2 separate regions of the Rattus norvegicus genome follow, and region 1 is linked to region 2. The links are chromatin contacts, called in public Hi-C maps. All regions are on one chromosome and are shown on one strand. Each heading gives the region's core, a stretch centred on a gene start, on an enhancer-like site or on the middle of the called end of the contact. The rest is flanking DNA. Distances are from core to core; before and after follow the strand shown.

Region 1 (6,944 bases), core at 3,891-6,390, 86 kb after region 2:
TCTCCAAAAGATACACAGGAAAAAGGCTATGTGTAATGATTTGAATACAATGTCTGTCTTGTTCCGTTTTGTTTCCTAACTACTAGAAACTCTGAAGCAACTGTTTCATTAAAGGTGTGTGTGTGTGTGTGTGTGTGTGTGTGTGTGTGTGTGTGTGTATGTGTAGGAGAGGTTTATTGTATTTGCTTACAATGTATTTCCATGGAGCAGGCAGTGATGGTTCACAGCTTTAATGCCAGCATTTGGGAAGTGGAAGCAGGTGGATCTCTGAGTTTGAGGCCAGCCTGATATACAGAGAGTTTCAGGACAGCCAGGGCTACACAGAGAAACCCTGTTTCGAATAACCAGTGTGTGTGTGTGTGTGTGTGTGTGTGTGTGTGTGTGTGTGTGTGTGTGTGTATGTCCATGGAGTTCTTCATTTTGTTTTGAGCAAGGGCTCACTATGTAGCCCTGACTGGTCTTCAACTCTCTATATAGACCAGGCTGGCCTTGAACTCAAAGAGTACTCCTGCTTCTGCCTCCCTAGTGCTGGAATTAACAGTGTGTGTCACCATGTCAGGCAGTATTTCCATGTTTTTATCCAGAAAAGTGCAAAGTAGTTTGACAGAAACCAGATCAAAGACTGCTACTGACTTCTAACTTCTGATAGTTTGACCTAAGACCTTTCTACCTCAAGACCTTGGGAAGGTGGTGCGAGGTAGGAAATGAGCTTCAGATCTGAACTTTGCTCTTTCTGCATCAGAGCTGTCCAGAATAACTCCTTTTCCCTTTCAGTTTGGCCTAGAGTCTTCAACACATTATCATGTGCTTGTGGTGGTTTGAATGAGAACAACGCTTACTGGCTTATATGTTTGAGTACTTGGTCCCCTGCTGGTAGAACTGTTTGGGAAGGATTAGGAGGTGTGGCCTTGTTGGAGGAGGGCTGTGGCATAAGGTTTTCTAGTGTTCTTTGCCTCTATTTGTGGTTCTGGATGAAAGCTCTAGGCTGTTACTACCACACCTTCACTCGGCCATCATGGACTCTGACCCTCTGGGACCCAATTAAGACCAATCAAACACTTTCTTTTATAAGTTGCCCTGGTCATGGGGTTTTGTTTGTTTGTTTGTTTGTTTGTTTTAATTTTTGGAGCTGGGGACCGAACCCAGGGCCTTGCGCTTGCTAGGCAAGCGCTCTACCACTGAGCTAAATCCACAACCCCGGTCATGGGGCTTTACCACAGCAATAGACAAGTAACCAAGACATTATGACTTTGCCCAACTGTGGGCTAATATGAACATTCGGAGCGTGGTTAAATCAGCGATGGCTAAGCAATGCTATTCAGTATGCCTGGGGCACACTTTTGACTTAAGAGATCTTCAAGTTAGTGTTGGTTTACAAGGATAGGAAAGTAAATATTAAACGGTCAAGTATAGCTATTCATTCAAAGAGATGAAAAGGTAGAAATTGGCAAATGTTTAAGAGTCACACGGGGACGTGTTAGGTCTAGACCAGGCTTCTTGTGCAGCTCATAAACTCACAGCTAGAAGTGCCACAAAAATGTATTCAATGAAACAGAAGGCTTTGCAGCACTGAATGCTGTAACTGGGACAGACAGGTTCATCCTAGAAAAAGACCATAGATGCACACACACATGTATGCATACATATACACACATACACGCACGCATGTACACGCATGCATGTACACACATATGCACACACACATGCATACACATGCACACACATGTACACATGCATGCATGTAACACATACACATGCACGCACATACACGCACATACACACATGCATGCATGTAACACATACACATGCACACACATGCACACACGCGCACATACACACACATGCATGTAACACATAAACATGCACACATGCACACACACACAAAACGCACGTACACACACACTAAAGTAATAAGGTGGGGTTGGGGATTTAGCTCAGTGGTAGAGCACTTGCCTAGCAAGCGCAAGGCCCTGGGTTCGGTCCCCAGCTCCAGAAAAAAAAAAAAAAAAGTAATAAGGTAAAAATAAAGGTAAAGGGGGCTGGAGAGATGGCTCAGTGGTTAAGAGCACCCGACTGCTCTTCCAGAGGTCATGAGTTCAATTCCCAGTAACCACATGGTGGCTCACAACCATCTGTAAAGAGATCCGATGCCCTCTTCTGGTGTATCTGAAGACAGCTACAGTGTACTTATATATAATAAATAGATAAATCTTTAAAAATAAATAAATAAAGGTAAAGGCACACAAATGTACTTTAAAGAACAACCTCAAAAATATTTACAAGGATACAAACACATTAGCATCGAAAAAAGTCGCAAGGTCAAACTCACAGTTTCTATCAGGAACCACAAAGTGCCCCACCCCTTGCCTTTTTTACCCACAGAAGAGCGGGGCCCTGAAGCCAAGGCGACTATGTAAGGGAGAATATTTTTCTCTATGACTTTACATCTTTTGAACACTATCCTGTGTTCTTATATTATCTGGCCAAAGAACTCACAGTCTTTAATACACTTAGGGAATAATTTTTTTATCTATTACCTGGATGGTGGACACGAGAAGAATGTACCACAGTTGTATGCGTGCGGAGGTTAGGGGACAACCTTGTTTCCACCATGTTGGTCCCAGGGATAGGATTCAGGTCATCAGGTTTGGCAGCAGAAACCTTCACCTACAGAGCCGTCTCACCAGCCTGAGAACAGAGCTTTGGATGACGTGATAAAACTGATGAGTAACTAAGGAAATTATTAAGAGCAGCATTCCTGGGGTTGGGGATTTAGCTCAGTGGTAGAGCGCTTGCCTAGGAAGCGCAAGGCCCTGGGTTCGATCCCCAGCTCCGAAAAAAAGAACCAAAAAAAAAAAAATCAGCATTCCTTGGATCAATGAGATTCAGTAGCGTATATCTGGGCCAAGCCAGACAATGTGGAAAGGATTTGTCACTGGGCAGCTCCCCAATCCAGAGCCAACTCCCCGAACCAGAACCAGCTCTGCCCCTCCAACCCCGATGGTGTGACAGCATCTGTAGACCAGCAGGAAGGAGGCATAGAAAACAACTTAACTGGGTACACCCGAGTTAACCAGCAAATTGATTAAGGCTTGTACACCAGCTGACACAGCCTGGCTAACACACTGGTTACAGCGTTTTCTGTAACCGGCCTGAAATCACTTCCCATGATTCAGCTCTCCTGGTTGGGTCTGTTGAGCCCAGGGCAGGTCCCAGATCCAAATCCTATGGTCTTACCTTTCACCTCAACCTTATATAGCTGAGGACGGTCTTGAACTACTCTACCTTCCCAAACTTGGATTACAGAAGCATACCAGCACAGCAGATTTATGTCATGCCCGGAGTTCCAACCCACAGTCTCAGGCATACCAGGAAAACACTCTACCAGCTCAACCACATCCTCAAACCACCGCCACAAGTTTTATTTAGCAAAATGAGGGCTGTAGAGATGGTTCAGTTAAGAGCACTGATGGCAGGGGCTGGGGATTTAGCTCAGTGGTAGAGCGCTTGCCTAGCAAGCGCAAGGCCCTGGGTTCGGTCCCCAGCTCCGAAAAAAAAAGAAGAGAAAAAAAAAAAAAAAAAAAGCACTGACTGCTCTTCCAGAGGTCCAGAGTTCAATTCCTAGCAACCACATGGTGGCTCACAACCATCTGTAATGGAGATCCGATGGCCTCTTGTGGTGTGTCTGAGGAGAATGACAGTGTACTCATATACATGAAATAAATAAATCTTTATTTTAAAATGAATAAATAAATAAATCATTATTTTAAAATGAATGTGACTGTATAAGAATGGTCAGTACTGGACTGGAGAGATGGCTCAGCAGTTAAGAGCACTGTCTGCTCTCCCAGAGGTCCACAGTTCAATTCCCAGCAACCATAGGGTGGCTCACAACCATCTGTAATGGGCTCTTCTGGTGTGTCTGAAGACAACTACAGTGTACTCATATACATTAAATAAATAAATCTTTAAAAAAAAAAAAAAAAAAAGAATGGTCAGATGGTCAGTCACAGGCCTGACTTATCCAGAAGGCTTCTTCCTGCTCGACTCTGGCATTCAGCCAGCTGCACTGGTACCTACTCCTCTGAGGTCAGAGAAACGGAAAAACTCCATCTAGCCATCAGCAACTGCTTGGGAACCAGGATAGGGCACTAGGAAGAGCATGGGACTTGTCAGACTGTGTATTTGCGGACTCTAAAAAAGCACACAGACACCGTGACCCAGAAATTGCGTGGCTCTAGGAACCTATCCTAAAGAAACAATGAAGGGTTGTGTCTAAAATTTAGCTTGGAAGGACATTTACTGAAGGACTGTGGGAGAAGGATGGGGACCACCCTGATTTACAGAGATGACTATGTGCTCAGTCAACATTAATAAGGACCGCGATTGGGGTTGGGGATTTGGCTCAGTGGTAGAGCAAGCCCTGGGTTCGGTCCCCAGCTCCGAAAAAAAGAAAAAAAAAAAAAAGGAGCACGATATATATTCATTTTTTTAAAAAAATATATTTGTCCCAATAAAAAAATTTAAAAATTAAAAATAATAAACAACAATAATAATTTTTTAAAAAGACAATGTGTCTATTTGTTGGTTTGGTTTTGTTTTTTATGTGTTTGCGCGCACACACGCCAGAGCACATGTGTGGAGGTCAAAGGACATCTTTCCAGAGTAGGTTCTCTCCTTCCACCATGTTAGTCCCGGCATCCAGCTCAGGTCGTCTGGTTTGGTGTCAAGCGCCAGCCCTGTTTACCTTCTTCATGTCATGGTTTTTTTTGTTTGTTTGTTTGGTTGGTTTTTTGTTTTTTGTTTTGTTTTGTTTTGTTTTGTTTTGTTTTGTTTTTTTGCAGTGCTGGAGAAGGAATCTGTGGCCTCCAATATGCTGGACCTGTGCTCTTCCACGGATGTAGTTTCCCAGCTCTCTGGTACTCTAGCTTGAGATGGTCTCTCTTTGTACCCGGCTGACTTTGAACTTGAGATCCTCCCGCCTCTGGTGGGATTACAGGCAAGTGCCAAGGTGCGGGCTTGGAGTTCCCTTGGCCGACTCCCCTCCACCGGAATTTAGACAACAGTCTCATGTTCTGCTCTCACTGCTCCTCCACGCTGACACTCAACCTTTGCCTCTTTCTCAATCGCTTTCTCCTCCCCAGCCACAGCGCTGTGAGCTGGGGGCGGGGCTGGTTTTGACCAAACCTCAGAGCAGAACAAACAACCGGGAAGGAGAGGGTTCCTCAGTTCACAGCTTCAGAGGGCTTTGCTCCGAGGCAGGGAGGCTAGAGTGGAACCAAACAGCTGGAGTCATGGTGGCTGAAAACACCACACCGGACCACAGAAAGGGCTGGAGTGAGACCCGCCTAGTGGTGAAATGCTTACCTGGCACACCTCAAGTTCAGTCGCCAGGGCTGACAAGCCAAACACACAGATGATGACCCTCGAGGGGCCTCCGGCAGCCAACATCAAACTTCAGTCTCCTGATGATCTGTTCAAATTGTGATTTGCCTTAGAATTAAAGTATTCATTAGACCAGAACCCTCTAGATATAAATCTATTAGTCCCCGAAAAGCCCTCGGATACACCCAGAAGTGTGCCTTACTCATTTACTAGACTGTTCTCTATTGAATCACGATTTACCATCTTGGGGATAAATCAACCGTTGTAGACTTTGTCTTCGACGAGTACCCCCTCCCCGTTTATATATTAAAGACCCAACACCTCAATGTTTGATAGAGGTGTGGTTTTCAAGAAAACACTCAAGGTTAATTTTTTTCTTTTCTCCTTTTTTTTTTTTTTTTTCTCTCAGTTTCTTCAAGACAGGGTTTCTCTGTGTGGCCCTGGTTGTCCTGGAACTCACTCTGTAGACCAGCCTGGCCTTGAACCCAGAGATCCACTTGCCTCTGCCTCCTGAACTCTAGGATTAAATGTGGGCACCACCACCTTCTAACCTGTTTTAGAAGGTTTTAATGTTTTAGGGTATCTTTATTTTATCTTATGTGTATGAGCGTTGAATGAGTATGAGTATGAATGTCTGTCTGTCTACTGTGTGTGCTTGGTGCCCAAAGGAGGCCAAAAGAGAGCGTTGGAATCTGCAACTGGCTTTACAGACAGCTGTGAGCCATCACGTGGGTGCTGAGGACTGAACAGGGGACTCATGTAAGAGCAGCCAGTGCAGGAGCTGAGGGATCTCTCCAGCCCCACGGGCATGTATGACTCACAAGCCGAGAGGCCTCATTCCAAGGTTGCTGACCCTGAATTTAGCAGAAGGATGAAAAATGTCTCTGTCTATGGCACTGTGTTCTGGCGGCCCACACAGGCCGCTGCGTGAGACGACCCGCCTCACATGCTTGTTCTCCAACAATGAATTGTTCACACGCCTGTCAAACACTTGGGCACATGCCTGCACATACACAGTGACCTCTACTCACTATTTATTCACGCTCTCACACACTGAATTCACTTGCGGAATGAATAAACAGATTCATCTTGCGAGCTAAATCTCGTACATGACTGGCTCTCTGAAAACAGTTTAGCTGGGCTGTGGGAGTGGTGGATCCTAGCACTCTGGAGACAGAGGACGGTGGATCTGTGAATCAGAGGCCAGCCTAGTCTGCATAGTCAAACTCTGTTGTAGGCAAGCAAACAAGCAAACAAACAAACAAACAAAAAACTGTAGCTGGTTGCCTTGGCCTGGAATCGCTGCACTGGGGAGGTAGAGGCAGAAAGAGCTTTGTTCATTTACAGCCAATCGGGTCTCCTTGGGGAGAACTTGCCTAGAAAATAAACAAGTTAAATGGGGGCGGGGGGGGGGGGAGAAGAAAAGTAAAATGTATCTGTTTTATAACCGCGGTTTACACGGAGACACTGCTGATAGATTTACAAAAAAACAAGCACATCAACTTGCACTGGGCAGGTAGCTGGAGTGTGTGTGACTCTCTACTCCTTTGTTTCTAGAA
Region 2 (6,854 bases), core at 2,667-5,166:
GATTGCTGAATCAAAGGGAATCCCCCAATCCCATGCCGACCTAATCCTACTGAGATTGAAAACTGTCATATGAAAACTGTCACATAATCTATTATAATGGAATAAAGTAAAAATCTGTGTTAAGGTTGTAAGTAAATGACCCAATCAAGATAAAACCTAGGCATAAAGGGCTGAAAATGACAAGGTGACATTTAAAACTATTAGGACTGGGGAGCTCTCAGTGGTTAAGTGCACACTCTGTTCTTGCTAACGACCTGAGTTCAGGCAACTCACACTGCCTGTGTACCTACAGCTCCAGGGGATCTGATGCCGGGGTTGGGGATTTAGCTCAGGGGTAGAGCACTTGCCTAGCAAGTGCGAGGCCCTGGGTTCGGTCCCCAGTTCCGAAAAAAAAAAGAAAAGAAAAGAAAAAAAAAAAAAAAAAGAGAGAGAGAGATCTGATGCCCTCTTGTGGCCTCTGAGCGGTGCCTACACTCTTGTGCCCATACCCTCCCATATACACATGCACATAATTTTTAAAATAAATAAATCTCACACACAGTTTTACACACACACACTTTTAAACACACGCACATGCACACGCACATGCACACGCACGCACGCATACACACACACACACACACACTCACACTCACACTCACACAGGCTTGGGTCTGGCAACAGAGCTTGTTTGGCCAGGCACCTGGGTCAAGCCAGCCTGACGCCCTGGACCTGCATGGTGTTAGAAAGGAGACGGCCCTACCCACACACGTGCACACTGAGAAACAAGACGGTAACAGACATAAGCACTCGGAGACTCACTGTTCACTAATAAACGCTTAGGCCATACATAAGCTTCGGCTCCTTCTCCAACTCGCTCTCAATCTACTAACCCTTTATTGTAACCTGGGCTCAGCTACCGGGCTGGTCTCATCTCCTGTCTGTCCATCTGTCTGTCTCCTCGGCCTTCAGGGAGAATCTCACCTGTTCCTATTTCCCAGGATCCTCTCTACCCCTGCTGGATGTCCCACCTCCTATTTTCTGACTGAGCTCACTGTTACCAGTTCCTGACACATATCAGAGATTCCCTCTGCGCACCCTGCCTATCTGTGGCCCCAGTGAGCTGAGGCAAGGGTACCAGATAAAGATCACCCTCACTATATGGGGACTTTGAGGTCATCCTGACCTACAAAAAATTAAGATGCCTTAGAGCAGAGATTACATTAGGAAGACTGTAAGATGTATTTATAATAAACTTGTTTTATCTTAGCATGGTAACTAAAACAAACAATACAAGGAACAGTGAGGCTATTAGGACAGTTCCTCTTCTGAAATCAGCAATTAAACCAGGAGATGGCGGCACTGGGCTCTTTTAGTTGCTGCCACTGTACTTCTGGGCACCAGAGACAATGGTTCTACAAGGAGGAGATAGCCAATTAGACATCTGACCAAACTCCAATGATTTAAAGGCAAAGCAAAGCAAAACAAGACATTTAAACATGACAACCATAATCACAAAGGCTTACACAGCCTCACACAGCCAGCCTAAAAAAAAGCATAATTGTGGAATTTACAAACTTTAAATTTTTTTTTTGCTTGCTCTGGAACTCAGCCTTATGTAACCCAGGCTGGCTTCCAGCTCACGACCATGACCTAACTCCTCACCCCTTACCTCTCCCTCTCAATTGAGCCACCAAGCCCAGCTCACATCATTATCAGTGAAGGCAGCCACAGGCAGCAGGCACTGACACGGTCAGTGTAAACTGACGTCTGTTACTGAATTGTATCCTGTGATTAGATATTCCCTACATCATCACAAACTAAGGACAGGAGAGATGGGGACATTTCTAGTTTTTATGGCTACTTTGGTGGCAGTCTAAATGGGGCAATTAAAGATGTGTACACCTACCAATCCCCACAGTTCCAGACTTCCACAAGTGTCCAGTTCTGGGAGTGGGAAGCCTTGGTCAGAAGTCTTAACTTAGGCTGGCCATGTCAAGGATCCCGGTGCTTCAAACCCACAGGATGATCCCTGCTGAGGCTCCACGGAATGGCAAAGCCTTCCTTGGGTCCATGGTAGATAATGGTCTCCTTGAAGGGATGCTTAGGGTGTGAAGACCCCTCTCCAACTGACCACTCCCATACTGACATTAGTTAAGATCCAGCTGTGTACCATAAACCCCACCTCCTTGTTCATGTATACAGCAGCCCTGCCTCTCTGTTCAGTCTATATAATCAACTGGACAAGCTTTAGTGCCTCCTTTGGAGGCCTCTGTCTGCCCTGTTCAGATTTTCTTCCCATGTGTGTCTGTCTGTCTTCTTTGCTTACTGGCCCTCAGGTCTATTCCTGGAGGCTGTGTAAGGACTAAAATCAGGCAGTGGGTTTATGTGGCTTTCCCCCTTTATCTATTAAATGAAGAACTGGGCGGAGCACGGAGGAACACACCTTTAGTCCTAGACTGGGAAGAGCAAAGGCAGGGGTTTTCAATGAGGTTAGGCCACACTAGTCTACACACTGAGTTCCAGACCAGTCAGGGCTACACAGTGAAACCCTGTGTAAATAAAGGAAGGAAAGGTGGTGGGGGCGGGGAGATATCTACCTGCCTGCCTGCCTCTGGGCAGACCCAGTTACTAGAAATACACGGGGGCAGTCAGAGATGATCTGGATGGAAATCCCTGCTTCTTACAACTTTCTTTCCAACCATTTTCTGTGTGCATGAATTCTGACTTTCACTACAGGCAGAATCTGTATAAGTGCAGCTGGCTTTGAGCTGGAGACTCTCTTTCCTCAGTCAGCCAGATGCTGTGATTACTTCCCCCACACCTAAGATGCTCATTACTATGCCTGGTTTTGGAACTTTACACACATTAAATAATGTGTGTCTGGCTTCTTTCACTCAACACTACTTTGTAAGAACTGTTCTACTCTGTTCTGTTCTACAACTTCACTGGATGAAAAATCTTTCCATTCCATGACCGACATTTAGGGTTTTTTCCCTCAACTTTTAGCTATCACAAGTAATTCTTCTTTGTACGTCTTTGATATTTCAGTGTGTGTGTGTGTGTGTGTGTGTGTGTGTGTGGTCTCTGCCTGCGTGTATGACTCCCACATCTGTGCAGCACTCTCAAAGGCCAGAAGAGGGCATCAGAGCGTCAATGAACAGAGGTCAGAGGTCTGCTCCAGAGCTACAGATGGCTCCTGGCCTGACGTCATGTGGGCGCTCGGAACCTGCACAAACCTGAGGCTCTGATAAAGCAGCCAGTGCTCTTAATCACTGAGCTATCTCCAGCCCATAATATCATTATTACTATTTTGAGACAGAATCGAGACAGAGTATCGCTTTGTAGCTGAGGCTAGAGGAAGTCGCTCTATGGCAACTTTCCTTCTTAAGTTCCCACACACCGAGATGACAGCTGTCCTTGTGTCATGGGGTGACATTTCCTCCCAAATTTCATCCAGTCCCACCATGCCAGCTCTTGTGCTCTTCAACGGGAATTATGCCTGGATACTAAGAGCAGTCATGAGTTTGGCATACAGCAGAGGAAAAGCAAAACTCCCCCCCCAGGCCCACCTTCTGAGTGAGGGCAGCGAGCTCAGCAGCCATGGAAGACTGCCTCTAGGACCTGGACCACCAAGTCTGGCCTGCCATTTCTTTCTCTTCCTCTTACTACTTCTGGCCATCACAGCTGAAGAAGGCAGAGGCATTCTTCAAACCTGCCTTCCCCACTACAGTCTGTCAAAGCAGATGCAGCAGATACAGGAGGATGGGGAGGCCTGACTGCCCGCAGTTCCCAGGCAGTGTCAGAGGAAGGGCAGCAGGTCGAGTGCTTCTCAGACAGGGGCAGATCTGCTTTGCCGTTTCTCCCAGAACTGTTGCATCTGCTCTTATCTGTCCCACCTCACCTTTGGCCCTGATACTGGCATGCTCTCCAGAGCTCCAGGGATGTGACGGGAGCCTGTACGCATGCACCCGAGAGCCACACTGCTGGGCCCAGGAGCGCTGGGGCTTAGTCTGTGAGCTGTGTCCATGTCACAGACATACTCCCCAGGAAACACAAGAGGACTGGTCTTTTTTACACTAGGTGTGGCCAGGGTTTCATCTTGAGCCATCCTGGTGGCTGTTTCCTGAGTTCTAATGCGCCAAGTGCTGTAGTCTCCTGGAGGTTCTTGCACCTTTGGCTGTTGGGCAGAGCACTGTTTGAGTTGTGAGCTTTGATGTCTGCTGTGGGTCCCACGGCCTTCACTACTCCTTCACTTCCATGTTTGTTTGCTTCCACAAACTCCTCCACTCTTGGGTCTTTTGGAAGAAGGCAACTGTGATCTTTCACACACCTCCATCTGGTCACTTTATCCTTTAACTGGTCCAAAATCCTCTTGCCAACATCTTGGCACTAACTAAGCACCAATCTTTTGAGAGCCAACCCTCAGTTCCTGTTGTGGCCCATATCTTTAGTCCTTATCTGTATAGAGGCAGAGACAGGTGGATCTCTGAATTCAAGACCACCCTGATCTAGTGAGTTTCAGAACAGCCAGGGCTACACAGAGAACCCCTGTTTAAAAAAGCAAAAACCAAACCAAACCAAACAAACAAAAAACAAAAACAAAACAAAAGACCCTTTCCCATACTGTCCTTCAACCTAAAATGATGGGGCACTGTATGGCGAGTGCTGACTCACGGAGGATTTTCTTTCTTAGTATTTTCCAGTCTGCATCAAAGAGAACTGTACTGTACTGTATGATAGGTACCTGTGAATTCTCTTGGTGTCTGGGCCTCAGTGCATAATGGAAAGGGTGCATAGTCTGACACAGGAGGCCAACTTAAGAAAACGACTAAGAGGTGCATGACCCTCATGTGACCCTGATAAATAACAAGAAATAAAACTGACATTAGCAGATACTTCCTTCCATGAGATTTTAGTTAGAACACTACATGCTTCTCTTTGATTTTGTGATGCAGTGTGCCAGACTATAATCTGTCTTACTTATATCATTTGCAAATATGCTGCACCATATTGGACTTTAGAAGTAAAGTTCTTGGGGCTGGAGAGGTGGCTCAGTGGTTAAGAGCACTGGCTGCTCTTCCAGAGGTCCTGAGTTCAATTCCAGCAACCACATGGTGGCTCACAACCATCTGTAATGGGATCCGATGCCCTTCTCTGGTGTGTCTGAGGACAGCTACAGTGTTCTCATATACATTAAAAAATAATATTTAAAAAAAGAAGTAAAGTTACAAGTATGTGACTTAGCTTGAAGATAAATTATGTAATACATCAATCTGAAAATCAGATTTCACACTGGGTTTAATGTGGTTCCTAGTAAATTACTGGTACAGACTTTATTTCATGCAAAGATTTTAATATCTATGGACAGACAATTTTAAAGGCAGTCTCTGTGTAGCCCTGGCTGTCCTGAAACTCCCTCTGTAGACCAGGCTGGCCTCATACTCACAGAGGCCCACCTGCCTCTGACTCTTTCCACGTAAGTGAGTCTACTTCACTGTCTTTGTTGTGTTCACTTCCCAATCTGAAGTAAAAACCAGGCAAGTGCGATTTGGATACGAAGTACATAGGAACTAAGTACAAGGAGACCGAATTCCGTGAGAGGAAAGGAGAGGGGCAGGCTTTCATCCCTGTCCCCCACCGGTGGGGTTGCAGGCACATGCCAGTAGGCCCAGGTTATTATGTGGTGCTGCCCACCTGAGCTCAGGACCCATGCTTGTGGGACAAGCACTTTTCTGACTAGGCCTTCTCCCTGGCCCCAAGTGCTTCATTATGAAATATGAAATAATATTCCACTGTATGGATAAATGATAACTTGTGTACAGATTCATCTCTATTTTAAAAAGGATTTGTATTCTTGTGGGATATTTTGAATCAGGTGACAATCCTAACACTTATCTCTCCAAGCACTTGAATGTACTCTCTCAGAGATATGTAATTAAGCAGTCATCGGGAGAACAGCTAGCAAGGTCACGGGCGGATGGACATGGCCTGTGCTTTATGGGGAAGGAGTGACCTCGGCAGCGGCAGCAGGTGCAAGCTCCTCGTACTTGGGCAACCGGCGGCGTTAGACTTAGAGCACAAAGTGTAGCAGACGGCAGGGTACAGATTGGATCGCACTGTTGGATCACGTGTGAGTGAGGGACTGGAGGTACGGAGAGGTCAGCTGCGGTGAGCGCATGGGGTGAGGGTGGGGTGAGGCTATCGAGGAGCACAGGACACGGCTTACTGTTATTGGTGCTGCTGCCGTTGAAAGGGCCAGAACTACTGCTGCTGTCTTTCTCCTTATCTTGGTTCTCAAAGTCCATATTAAGAGACCTGTGGGGGGGGGGGGGGGGAGAGAGAGAGAGAGAGAGAGAGAGAGAGAGAGAGAGAGAGAGAGAGATTGATTAACATTCAGCTTCAGTTCTGCGTAAGAGAAAGCAGCCATGGCAGTCCTGAGCCAGGGCTGCAAGTGCTGCTCCTGCGAAGAAAAGGACATCCTCTTCCCAACTGGGAAGCCGTCTACAACCCTTCAGTGTTCCTTCTCGAGCTGTCCCACTGTAATAAGGCACTCCAGTGCAGTTCAACTTGCCACAGTCTCTTAATTACTTTCCTATGATTAAAAATCTGGAAAGGGAAACTTTTATACCCATGTGACAGCTTTTAGAGAGGGTACAGGGAGGACCCTCTCAAAATAGCAAAAAGCAGGTGAAAACACCTGTGCTTCCAACAACACAATTACAAACAAACAAACAAACAAAGGCCACTCATGAGATGGAAGAAAATACCTGCAAATCATGTGACTGGTGAGAGGGGGCTTGTACAGAACAGTTAAAGTCAAAAGTCAGGTAACAGTGCAGGGTTGGATGCACAAGGCTGGGAGCCTCGTGCAC

What was found. Hi-C and Micro-C count contacts between places; a contact is called where the count stands out from the background.
Region 1: a contact with region 2 is called in a Hi-C map of liver, with 4 times the contacts expected there. The contact joins two enhancer-like sites. A contact is called at or near these places in 12 of 12 Hi-C or Micro-C datasets (the A7r5 cell line, the Rat2 cell line, Schwann cells and 7 more) and 1 of 1 datasets of contacts at active chromatin or transcription factors (oligodendrocytes).

Annotation. Positions count from the first base shown.
Region 1 is chr12:47,277,556-47,284,499 of GRCr8, forward strand. No RefSeq gene overlaps it. Among named protein-coding and RNA genes, the nearest start is that of Sppl3, 20 kb to the left of the region's middle. Within about 2 kb of position 5,141, at least 7 of the 93 cell types and tissues checked have an H3K27ac peak or open chromatin away from gene starts, as enhancers often do. A contact at or near this core is called in liver, where this site is marked.
Region 2 is chr12:47,193,270-47,200,123 of GRCr8, forward strand. Sppl3 (signal peptide peptidase like 3) reads right to left here. Exons shown (of 11, transcript XM_003751200.5): 3 at 6,209-6,297. Among named protein-coding and RNA genes, the nearest start is that of Acads, 42 kb to the left of the region's middle. Within about 2 kb of position 3,917, at least 1 of the 93 cell types and tissues checked has an H3K27ac peak or open chromatin away from gene starts, as enhancers often do. A contact at or near this core is called in liver, where this site is marked.